Regions from separate parts of the Sus scrofa genome. Here region 2 is linked to region 1. The links are chromatin contacts, called in public Hi-C maps. All regions are on one chromosome and are shown on one strand. The core of a region is the stretch at or near the end of the contact, and the rest is flanking DNA. Distances in the headings are between cores, read along the strand shown. Region 1 overlaps ARHGAP26 (rho GTPase-activating protein 26). Region 2 overlaps LOC110259527 (a long non-coding RNA gene).

What was found. A called contact is a pair of places that touch in the nucleus more often than the background predicts.
Region 2: a Hi-C map of skeletal muscle shows a contact between it and region 1, with 7 times the contacts expected there. The contact joins two enhancer-like sites. A contact is called at or near these places in 6 of 47 Hi-C or Micro-C datasets (embryonic fibroblasts, epiblast stem cells, fetal heart ventricle and 3 more).

Annotation. Positions count from the first base shown.
Region 1 is chr2:144,560,931-144,566,741 of Sscrofa11.1, reverse strand. The region is part of intron 11 of ARHGAP26 (rho GTPase-activating protein 26); the gene reads right to left. Among named protein-coding and RNA genes, the nearest start is that of ARHGAP26, 260 kb to the right of the region's middle. Within about 2 kb of position 3,556, at least 3 of the 83 cell types and tissues checked have an H3K27ac peak or open chromatin away from gene starts, as enhancers often do.
Region 2 is chr2:145,487,669-145,493,479 of Sscrofa11.1, reverse strand. The region is part of intron 2 of LOC110259527 (a long non-coding RNA gene); the gene reads left to right. Among named protein-coding and RNA genes, the nearest start is that of YIPF5, 180 kb to the left of the region's middle. Within about 2 kb of position 2,884, at least 1 of the 83 cell types and tissues checked has an H3K27ac peak or open chromatin away from gene starts, as enhancers often do.

The DNA of each region.
Region 1 (5,811 bases), core at 2,307-4,806:
AAGAGGGGCCATCGAAATCACTTGCAGCATCTTTTTCCAAGGTGCATGATTTTTTGAAACACAGGTCTACTCAGCAGAAGCACAGAATTTGTTTTTATATATAAAAGGTGGGTAACATGTAGCTTAAAGAGAGTTCAAAGTATTTCCTATGAAGTTGATTGCAGATGCTCATCTGTGAATACCATGCTTAGCTCGTGGCTACACGAAAGCAGGTGGTGAACTGGATTTGGCCTGTGGGCTATAGTCTGCCAACCTCTGAGATGTGGGCATTATTAAAGAAGACGATAAACCCCCTGCTTTAGGGGAAAAAAAATCATAGTGCCCAAATCTTTCTCTGGTGCTTATGATTCTGTAGGTATGAAAAGGCACAGCGTGACCCTGGTGGTCACTTTAAAAAACCTTGATATTCCAAGTGATTGTGATGGACACTCTTGGCCGGGAACCGCTTATTTAATCCCTAGAGCAACGCAGCCAAGTGGTTCTCAAAAGAACCCTAAGAGGGAGTTGAACCTGGTAGGAAATATGGCTGGGATGCCAGTCGAGAGCTGGGCAGGAGCTCCAGCTTGGCCCCCCAAGTGCCTGTGTCTCTGGGTTAAGTCTCTCACCTCTCTGGGTCTCTACTGCCCCATCTGCCCATTGAAGGGGTCAGCCAAGAACGCCTCTGAATTATCAAACAGCTAATTTGATAAATCACCTTCTAGTATTATCACTCACGTCCTAAAGATGACTATGAAGGCACACCGCCAGAGTTCCCACCGTGGCCCAGTGGGTTAAGGATCCAGCATTGCTTCTGTGGCAGCTCCGGTTTGAGCCCTGGCCTGGAGAGCAGGTTATGGATCCGACGTTGCCGCAGCTGTGGCAGAGGTGGCAGCTGTGGCTCGGATTCAGCCTCTGGCCTGAGAACTTGCAGATGCTGTGGGTGCATCCAAACAAACAAAAAACACACACAGCCATTTACTGAAGGTCCGAAAGATGAGGACAGCAGGGGTTTCTGTACTTCAAGCAGACTGTCTGATGAATGAAAAGCCATCAGTTTATATGCACAAAAGTTCGAGAGATTAGGGGTCAAAAGACCATGAACCTGGCACCGGGCACGGCCTTTCGGAGGGAGGGAGGCAGGTGGCAGTGGCTCACAGCAGAGAAGGGTGGGGATGTGGATGGGGCAGAGACACAGGCAGTGGTACCATCTTGCAGGGTCTTGTGACCTGAGAGCAAAATGGGTAACCTCGTAATGGCTTTGGCCTAGGGGTCCACGGTCAGTGGCGGGCACTCAAACTGGATAGGGAGGGAAGGGAAGCGCAGAGGAAGAGGCCAAAGCGGGGCAAGGATTTTTTTCCTGCTCACTTCATTGCACCCATTAAATTTGAACACTCTATCCCAGGGACACCTGCTTCTCCTAAATGGCAAAATCCAGCAGGAAGAGCAAAATACAGGGCTTGCAGCTCTCCTTCAGGAGGAGGTGGATTTGCACCAAATTACTTCCCTTTAATGTTTCCTGGGGCTCGGGAGGCCCCGGCCTGGAACACCCAGACATCCCCCAGATGGCAGAGGCATGATCAATGAGCCAAAGGCTCCGGAACATGTGCCACCTGATCCCCCGAGGCCAGGCCATTAATCTCTGCCTGGTTTGGGTAAATGAGCCAAAGAGAATGAGTTTGAAATGAAGCTAACAAACCATGCGTTGCCAGGACTGTGTGACTACACGGCCCAACAAGGAAGGCGCCAGGGCTGGGAGCGGCCCCCCATCACGGCGGCCGGGGGGGGGGGCGCAGGAACAGCACTAAGTGGGAACAGCTTCGCTTACTCAGCACTTAGCAAACCACACACAACATCATCACATCGTTTTAGTCACCGTATCGTCAGGTACGAGTGTTTCTCTCATTTTACAAAAGTGGAACCTGAGGCCCAGAGAGGTTCTATGGTTGTCTGAGGACACAGAGCTGGAAGGCGGGGTACCAATCTATTTGGCCACTACAGGATGTTCCCGTTGTCTTTTACTTTTCCAGGCAGCAGCAAATGCACCCAACTACCAAGATGTAAATACCTTTCATTCTGGCAGCAACACAGGGCATGCGAAATGGTCCGTCCGTTCTGGGGAAACCCTCTCAAGGTCTCACAGGTGCCCACTAGTGTCAGGTTCAGAGACAAAGGCAATTTCCTGAAATAAAAGGTCTCTTTGGTGTGGCTTCTGTCTCAGGACTGATAAAGAGAATCATCTCAGGTTGGGCTGCCTTCAAGTTCCCCTCTCAAGAGCCTTCATCTTGAAAGGATAAAACCCAACTCTCCAGGGTCCATTCAGTGGGACACGAGTCACTCAATGATGGCTCCTAGGAAGACTGAATCCATCAACACACCATCTCAACAACCCAACTTAAGTGCAAGTCCATCCATCCTGCTAAGCCAGAGCCCTGGAAGACCCGGCCTCGTGAAAGTCTCACGGCCCCCGGCCTTTACACAGAACCTTTTTTCTGTTCCTTTTTAGGGCCGCACCTGCAGCACATGGAACTTCCCAGAGAGGGCTTGAATTAGACCTGCAGCTGCCAGCCGATGCCACGGTCACACGAGATCCGAGTTGCATCTGCGATCTATGCCACAGCTTGTGTCAACGCTGGCTCCTAAATGCACTTCGAGGCCAAGGATCAAACCCACATCTTCTTGGATACCAGTCAGGCTCTTAACCCACCGAGCCACAACGGGAACTCCTACACAGTGCTTCAATGCAGCGATGGAGCAGTTTCTGCTGAATACTGTACTTGAGGATTTATGAAACACCCATGCTAACGAGTATTTGTTCTACAGCATATGCTTCTTGAGAACACAAATCGCACGTTGATTTTATTTTATCAGAGTCCATCTGAGATGATGAAATAATTACAACAGGAGTAATAAATTAATATAAACAATGAGGACAGACGCCTCATCATGTGTCAGACGCCATGCTGAGAACTCTACATGCCTTATCCTGCTCAGTCCTCACTCTGACCTAACTCTTCCCATCGTGCAGATGAGAAAACGAAGGCATTAGAGAGGGTGGGTCCCTGGCCGAGGGTAGGCAGCTGGAATCGGGCAGAATCCGGCAGAAACTCCTCTAGTCTGCCTCCAGACCCCGGCTCTCAAGCACTAGCCACATGACACAGAAGACACGATGCTGATAAAGGTGACGAGACGGCGCGGGCAGCTCGGGAACATGAGTCACGGCAAGAAAGAAGGCGCCGCGAGTCAGAGAGAAAAGGAAACTGGGAAGGGCCTTTTCCTGCCAGCCTCAAGGATTCACCACCAACCCGTGCGGCTAGCTGGCACCCAACACAGACATGACACTTCATGTTCTTGAAGCCAGAGGGCTGGATCCTCAAGAGAAACCCCAGGGCAGGAACGTGGGTCTCCGATACAAACCGCAGGGCACCGCAATGCCAAGAGTCCTCACCCAGAAGCTACGATGGGAGTACAATTTAATTCAATCAAAGGAGGGCGAGGGAAGCCTTCATAGGCTCTGCGCTGAGATGTGATTCTGCCATCAATTCTGTTCACTGCTGAGCCAATTCAATTTCCACGTCCCGAGAGAATGAGGAGAGAACGGAGTCATCTGTGTCCCCGGCATTTTTCTGCGGGTGGCCTTCATCACCATCCACCAGGCCTTACCAAGAAAGCACAGGCAGGAAATGTCTTTAAACTCAGAAATTAAAGGCATAAATAAAGCACTAATTAGACGACGCAATCTTGCTCTTCCCTCCGACACACACGGCTGTGTGAGCACGTGGTTATGTCACCCTTCGGATCAAAATCTGCACAAAATGAAGGTGGCGGAGAAAGAAACAGGTTCACAGGCAAGTTGACTGAAAGCTGTGGCTCCGATTTCAACTGCACTTGAAGTCACACCTAAGCTCTGTAACTCCCCAGAGGCCTCTTCCAAGCAGCCTGGACTATCTAAACCCTTCCCAGCTGACTGTCGCTGACGTGCCCGTGTGCAGAGACACAAAACAGAACTGCCCGAGCTGGCTTACACCATCAGCTGTCATTTTGTCCCCTCCTCTCCGTGTGACACAACAGATTCACCATCACGAGGACCTGCTCTTTTCAGCTGTCAGGGCTGACAGGTCTGTGTTTATCTGCTGCTTGCATTCAAAGTCCAGATCTGCCAGTTATTGGTTACACATTCCAACCACTTCACATCTCTAAACCTCAGTCTTACCACCTGTGGAATGGGGATATTAATAGCCCCTGCCTCTTAGGGTTGTTGGGAAAATTAAATAACAGCTATAAAACATCTGACACAGAGCACAGACTACAGATTTCACGCATGGCCCAGAGAGCATTCCGTAAGGATGGCCTTTGATCACCATCCGGCCCTCCCCCTCCTCCTTGTCCTCAATCCCATCCCCTACAAGATAAATGGCTAAAGGTGGGTGTGCGCTTTGAGGGATCCAGAGACACGAGCCTCATTAGCACTGTAATTTAACCAATGGAAACTAATTAAGGGCCTAAAGGAAAGGAGACAGCCTGAAGTCAACTGCAGAGCCATGGTTCTCGATTGTTTTTTAAACAGCAGTTAAATATACAAGTTACCACTCAGCACAATCACTTTTCCACCACTGATGATGTGCCAGGCTTCATACTCAGCATCTACATGAATTATCTCCTTTCATCCTAAAGCAGCTGGGTACTACCACTGCCTGCAGGTTCGATAACTTTCTAGAGGTTACAAAGCCAGCAAAGAGGCAGAGCCTTCTAGACGAGAGTCTGTACTCAGCCACGACTTCACACCCCGTCCCTACCCAGTCCCGCCTCCCAAAGGACAAAAACCTTGGCGATGAACAGAGAACTCAAAAGCAGCTACGCGGTAATTAAAATGGCAATGGTACAACCATTATGTAAGAACAGAATTTCCACCCAACTTAAACACAACAGTAATTCTACAAACTCCCAGTTAATACAAGGACCGCAGTAACTTATAAACCACAACCAGCCTGAGACACTTTAGGACGCCCCAAACCATCCTTCCCAAAGCTAGGAGCGCAGACGGGGAGAAGTGGCAGTGTTGCCAAGGACTGTGTGGCAGACAGATCTGTGAGCAGAGCGCCCCATTCGAACACTCAGCAATCCATCACACAGGCCAAACGTAGGGATTTTTAGTAACACCCTCGACAAGTAACTAGTAAGACACCCTTGGCCTGTGTAACACCAACCAATAATGAACACAAATGTTTGGATCAAAGAGACCCTCCCTCTCTTCCATGGTGGGCCACAGGCCACAGGGAGAAAAGCTTTCAAGAATGAACTGTTGGCGATACAAGACATGACACCATGAAACTCCTAGAGGAGAACAGAGGCAAAACATTTTCTGACATAAATCCTGCCTGTGTTTTCTTAGGTCAGTCTCCCAAGGCAATAGGAATAAAAACAAAAATAAACAAATGGGACCTAATCAAACTTAGACGCTTTTGCATAGCAAAGAAAACCATAAACAAAACAGAAGGACAACCTACAGACCGGAGAAAATATTTCCAACTCCCAGTTGCAACTGAGGAGGGCTTAATTTTCAAAATATACAAAATAGCTCATCCAGCTTAATATTTAAAAAAACCAATAAAAATGTCTCTTTAGGTCTTGGGCAGAAGACCTAAATAGCTATTTCTCCAAAGAAAACATACAGATGGCCAACAGGCACATTAAAAGATGCTCAGTATCGCTAAGTATTAGAGAAATGCAAATCAAAACTAAAATGAGGTATAGCCTCTCACCAGTCAGAATGGACATCACCAAAAAGTCTCTAAACAATAAATTTTGGAGACGTGTGGAGAAAAGGGAACCCTC
Region 2 (5,811 bases), core at 1,635-4,134, 930 kb before region 1:
GGTTTAGTCTGTAACTGATCTCATCAGCTAGAAGTTATTTGCTTCTCTGAACTTCCAAAGCATTACGCATGCTCCTCTTAGAAAGTGCTCACTATATTTTTATTTTCTAGTTAAATTTTTGGTTTGTCTTTTGTCTTTTTAGGGCCGCACCGGTGGCATATGGGGGTTCCCAGGCTAAGGGGTCTAATCAGAGCTTTTGCTGCTGGCCCACGCCAGAGCCACAGCAATGCCAGATCCGAGCCATGTCTGCGACCTACACCACAGCTCACGGCAACGCCGGATCCTTAACCCACTGAGCAAGGCCAGGGATCAAACCCCAAACCTCATGGTTCCTAGTCGGATTCACTAACCACTGAGCCATGATGGGGAACTCCTCTAGTTAACTTTTTAACCCTCACTTTTCTGAAAATAAATAATAGCTATCGGGAACAGACTAATCAAAATCTATACTTATGAGAAAGGTACATTTCTTTATTTAAGTGTACATTTTTATAGTAGATTCATTTTACTTTGATAAACGAGTCAACATCGCAGCCTGAAACATCTGCATTCAGATCAGTAATGGCTTGAGAGTTTTTTTTTTTCTAACGAGAATTGTAAAACTGCATTGGGTTAATTACTCCAGTATGGTGATCTCCACAAAGCTAAGTGAGTTCCATAGTGTTTCTATATCGGATGAGTGAGAACTGCTGACAACTTTTAAATGATGTTGCCTCCACTTTTATCAAGATACAAGTGTACTCTAGACTACAGTTCCTGCGGGATTGGCTGTGTCTGCTTTCACTCTCTGCAGTGCCTGCCTGTGGTGACAACTCGCCTCAGAACTGATGACTAAATAGTCCTTAGAGTTTCTGAGGAGGACTCCGTGTTTATTGTGGGGTACTCAAAACTTTAGCTCTGTCCCAGACTGCAGTTAGGTTCTAGTAGAAGTTTCATTAAAAGCCTGAGGGCATTGGAGAAGTGCTAGTATAGGGATAATAGCCCAACCTTCACTAAGGATGTTGGATTCTTTCTGATGGGTCTTTTGAGGGGAGTGTTTCAGAACTGCTGGACTCGTTTTTAAGGAAAACTCACAGTGAGTAGTAGTTAGTCAGTCTAGCATGAGGTTCCTTTTGTTTAGTCTTAGAATCACCTGTACCTGTAGTCTTAGTTACCTGAAAGGTAGATAGCTTGGATATGAGACATGCATGGGCTTATTAACAAAGCTGACGCTGGTGAGCTATCAGATTAGAAAGGGAATTTCATGTTGAGAGCTGGAAGAAATTGCCTGTTTAGAAAACTATTTCAGTGTACCTGGTCCTTCAAAAATCCCTGTTCTCTTTAAGGGTGCTTTGATGGAGGCAATGACATAGAGACCACTAGCCAAAAGCCCCAGGCTCAGATTTTCCTTCTGTTTGGTGTGAGCAACATGTATCTAGAACAGATAGGAGAACAGCATATTCATAAATAGTTGGTTAAAGTTCTGGAGTATGACCTGAGTTTGAATCCTGACTCCGCCATCACATTGAAATAGGAATGTTTTTGAGACAAAGCTTCTTTGTCTACAATATAGGTATGATAATATATAATATCTTCACTGTGTTGTCATGACATTTAAATAAAGTAAATTACATAAAATGTTTAGCATTGTGTTTGTAAAAGGCTGAGAAGGTATCACTGCTGATGTTGATGCTGCCGCTACCCCCCCCGTTGTTATTCCATAACCACGGAAAACAAACCACAGAGTGTATTCAGGGGCCCAAATCATTTAAAGTTATAGCACTGTAGCTTTCCTACAATGGGTCCTCTCCTTTTCTCTTCCTTCCTTCCAAATTCATCTATTGAGTATCTGGCCAAGATCTAGGCTGGGTGCTAGGGATGCAGTGACAAGCCTTAATAGCTGTTTCTTGAGAGGTCATAGATAAGAAGAGCAATACATCAGTAAGTTATTGCAGTGCACTGTGACCACTGCAATCATGGGCACACGGTGTACAAGCGGCACAATGGAAGTGGCGAGCAGCTCTAACAGGGAGAGGACGGACGTGACAAGCAGCTCTAATAGGGAGCGAATGGATGTGGGTCAGGATGCACGGTTGTTTGCCAGGCTGAAGGAGTGACTGCCATTTCAGGAGAGAAGAAAAACAGGTTTGTAAAGGTGCTGTGGGTATGCCGCATGGTATATTGAGGAAACTGTGAGCCGTCCCATGAAAGTAACAGTTCATTCAGAGAAAATACTGGGGCATGAGACTTGGACACGGGCATAGTACGTGAAGTCTGGGATTTAGGGAAATGGCAGAGGGTGCTACATGCGAGGACAATCCCCGGGCAGGAGTGGGGAGAAGGAACTATTTAATTCCACCTATTTCTTATTCACAGTTGTCTCTTCATTTGATCGGCTGCAGTTACATCACACACTCACTCAAGAACCAGCCACTTGCAAGGGGACTGGGGAGGCCATGACTGGCTTAGACTAATTAAAATTCACCCAGTCTTTCCAGATGCACATGTCTGATCAGTTCCTGAACAAAGATGCAATTTTCTCAGCAAGAAAAAAGGAAGACCAGAAACACCTTGTAGGTAGATAATCAGTATTGTCTGCCACAGACGTCAAATAGATAGGCCTTAGTGACCAAGGGCCTGTCAGGGCTAAGGAGAGAGAGATGATGGGCAGGCTTGTTGCTAAGGCCACTCCAGTAAGACTGCCTACTAATTATCTATATAGATAGACTACAGAGAGTTTAGCTTCATTCAGAAGAATGACGGTAGTGTAGTGCATTTGTGTGTTCCTAAGGGACAAAGAACAGCCTTGAAATGTGAATTTATCTTAACTGCTCTATGGAATTAGGTCTGTTTTATACAAAAGCTGAATATTCACTAAATTATTGCCTAAATTGAGCACATTTGGGGACAAGATGTGCCTAGCCCCTGGTTTGATCTCATCTGTCAGTAAAGTGAACAGAATGTCAGCATTAATGCAAAATAAAATCTTCTACCTAGAAAGAAATTATTTTTAAAGCAGAAAAAGTTTTGAGATTTCTTTTATATAAGGTCCTTCAATAAATGTTGCACATATTATTTCCTACTAATATGCTCACTCAAAATTCTTAAGCTTGAAACGGTTTATTAACCATGACCTAAATAGCGTCCAGAATTCTGTTTCCAAAGCCGTCAGTCTTTGCAGTCATTCTCATCAGTCACTGAAACAATGATCTTCGATAAGGGCACATTTGGTCTCTCCCTATACTGGGAGGGCTGTCCATTTCTAAAAATATGTTGCTATGTTACAAATGCACCATCCTTGGACTATAGGCAGGAAGATAGCTGTTTGAAATTAGCCTATACAAAGCCAATAATGGGAAAATAATAAATCTGAGAGTTCTAAAAGCACCAGTCCTCATTCTTGTTTTCCTTCTCTTCCTTTTCAAACAAATATAATTTTTCTTCCTTTATTTCTTTCTTCTCTGTTTATTTTTTTTCCAGGAAAACACATTCAATGTTCTTCAGTCATTTAACATAAAGAGAACTAGATGATAGAGTAAATTGCAGATCAAAAGCCTTCCTAACCTGTGAATTTTCTACCACCTTTTCCTTAAAAGAAACTCAGCTTCAGCATCTTGTAAATAAAAATAATCTCCAGCAACCTGTTAATTTCAGTTTGTGGTTCAAGCAGTACAAGGGACATTCTGAATATTGATTTATGTCGGAGACAAACTCCAATTAGAATAAATAGCATGGAGGAGTCCCTATCATGGCTCAGTGGTTAACGAATCTAACTAGGAACTATGAGGTTGTGGGTTCAATCCCTGGCCTCGCTCAGTGGGTTAAGGATCCGGTGTTGCCTTGATCTGTGGTGTAGGTCGCAGAGGCAGCTCAGATCCAGTGTTGCTGTGGCTGTGGTGCAGGCTGGCAGCTGTAGCTCTGATTCGACCCCTTGCCTGAGAACATCCATATGCCATGGGTGCAGCCCTAGAAAAGATAAAAAAAAAAAAGGAATAAATAGCATGGACACATGTGACACTAATTGATAACAAGGGTATTAAACCTTAGAGGAAACACTGAGCCCTGTAAAGTCAAAGCTCTCACAGTGACAGCCTAAAGGACCAGGGATGCATTCACTGTGATTCTGAAGCTGCTGAAAAGGGGCAGGATTCCACTGTAGGTCCAGCATAGAGAAAATAAGTTATAATCCTTCAGCTTTCAAATTAAATAGCACAGTAATCTTCTTTGTAGAGTATCAGATAATCGTCTTAGAACATACCCACTCTGGGACGTTTATATTTGTAGGCATAAAGGTGCTTCATCCCCTTAGTAGGCATTTTCCAACCACTGACTATACATGTTTTTACCCCAAAGCATGTAATCCCACATACACTGCAACAGCCTCCTGGTTAGTCTTCCTGATCACCTTCTCTCCCCTGCCTGAGTCATTTTATGCTTCATTATCTTCATAGGGCAATATGGATCATATCACTCAGATGCTTGGTCTCTTAGCAATGTCTGTCACCTGCCTGATAAAGTCCATACGCCTCAGCCTGACCTTCGAGATCCTTGGTGTCTGGCCCCAGTCCAACTCGCAGCCCTGTATGCCCGTGTTCTTCTACTTTTGTCATTGGAATCAAGTCCTCACTTGAGGAAGGGATTGATCGTGTTACCCAGACATCGGCTTCTTTAAGGATAACCTATAAATAGGGGACCATTTGTTTTCTTTGACTACAGTACAGCTTCTTCCTGCCTCTGCATATGTGCTTCATTCTGGAAGGGAGAAATTCCTATGTCTTCTTTTCCTAACAACAAGTGTAGAGAGTCCTTACTCATGTGTATCTTTATGGGGCATTTACGGCTGGTACTTTGAGCAGAGAGGAACATTGAGAACTCACTCTGTCTTGAGGGTGAAAATATCACAGTGCAATTCTTCTGTTCATTTGGTAACTGAGTAACAGAAACTGGAGAACTCCAAGAGATTTTCCAGCATATGCCCAGCTCACTGGGCATTTTTAGAGGAGAAATATGAAGCAGAGGTTCAGAGCTTGGTCTCTGGAATCAGGCAGACATGGATCAAATCTGGCTCTACCACTTACTACCTATGTGATCTCAGAAAGGTTTTTTGTTTTTTTTTTTATGTACTATGTACCTCTGTGTTCTCATTGAGGAGTGGAAATGGACACTGAATGATTGTCACAAAATGGGAATGTGATTTATGGACAGATATCAACAAAAACACTTAGAGGATGTAAACTGTATTTATGGAAAAGGGAATAGGAAATTATGGAGATGTTACACAAGACCAGTGATGAGGCAGTAGGCTCCTGGTTGGAGAGAGTGACTTTTCAGATCTTCACCTCTGGATGACATCATAAAAACTGCCAGAGATTTCACCTCCCAGTGAAAAGATTCTGCAAAGTATGACAATTACCCTTACCGTTGTCATGAAACTTTATGTATCTTCCACCTGAATCTTTCTGCCTTGGCTGTGTCTGCCTGCTTCTAGCTGCAAGTCATGGGCATAAGACACAGCCTATTCCTAAGTGTTTATTGCGATGTTAGAGAGGCCGTTTCCCCTTGGATATTCCTGAGGTCCACTGCTGTTCTAATATTGCCTACCTCATTTGACAGAGGAAAGAATTAAGTGAGATATGTGTGTATAGCACTAGGCACGGTACTGGCCAAGGGTAAGTGCTCATTAAGTCATAGCTCGAGTTGTTATTTCAGCTTTTGGACATTACTTTTTCCTCTCCCAGTGAGAAAATTAAGTGAAATGATTTCGAGTAGGTCATCCAAATTTTTGTCAGGTGGAATTACCCTAGATTTTCCCGAAGTCTTACCATGACCAAT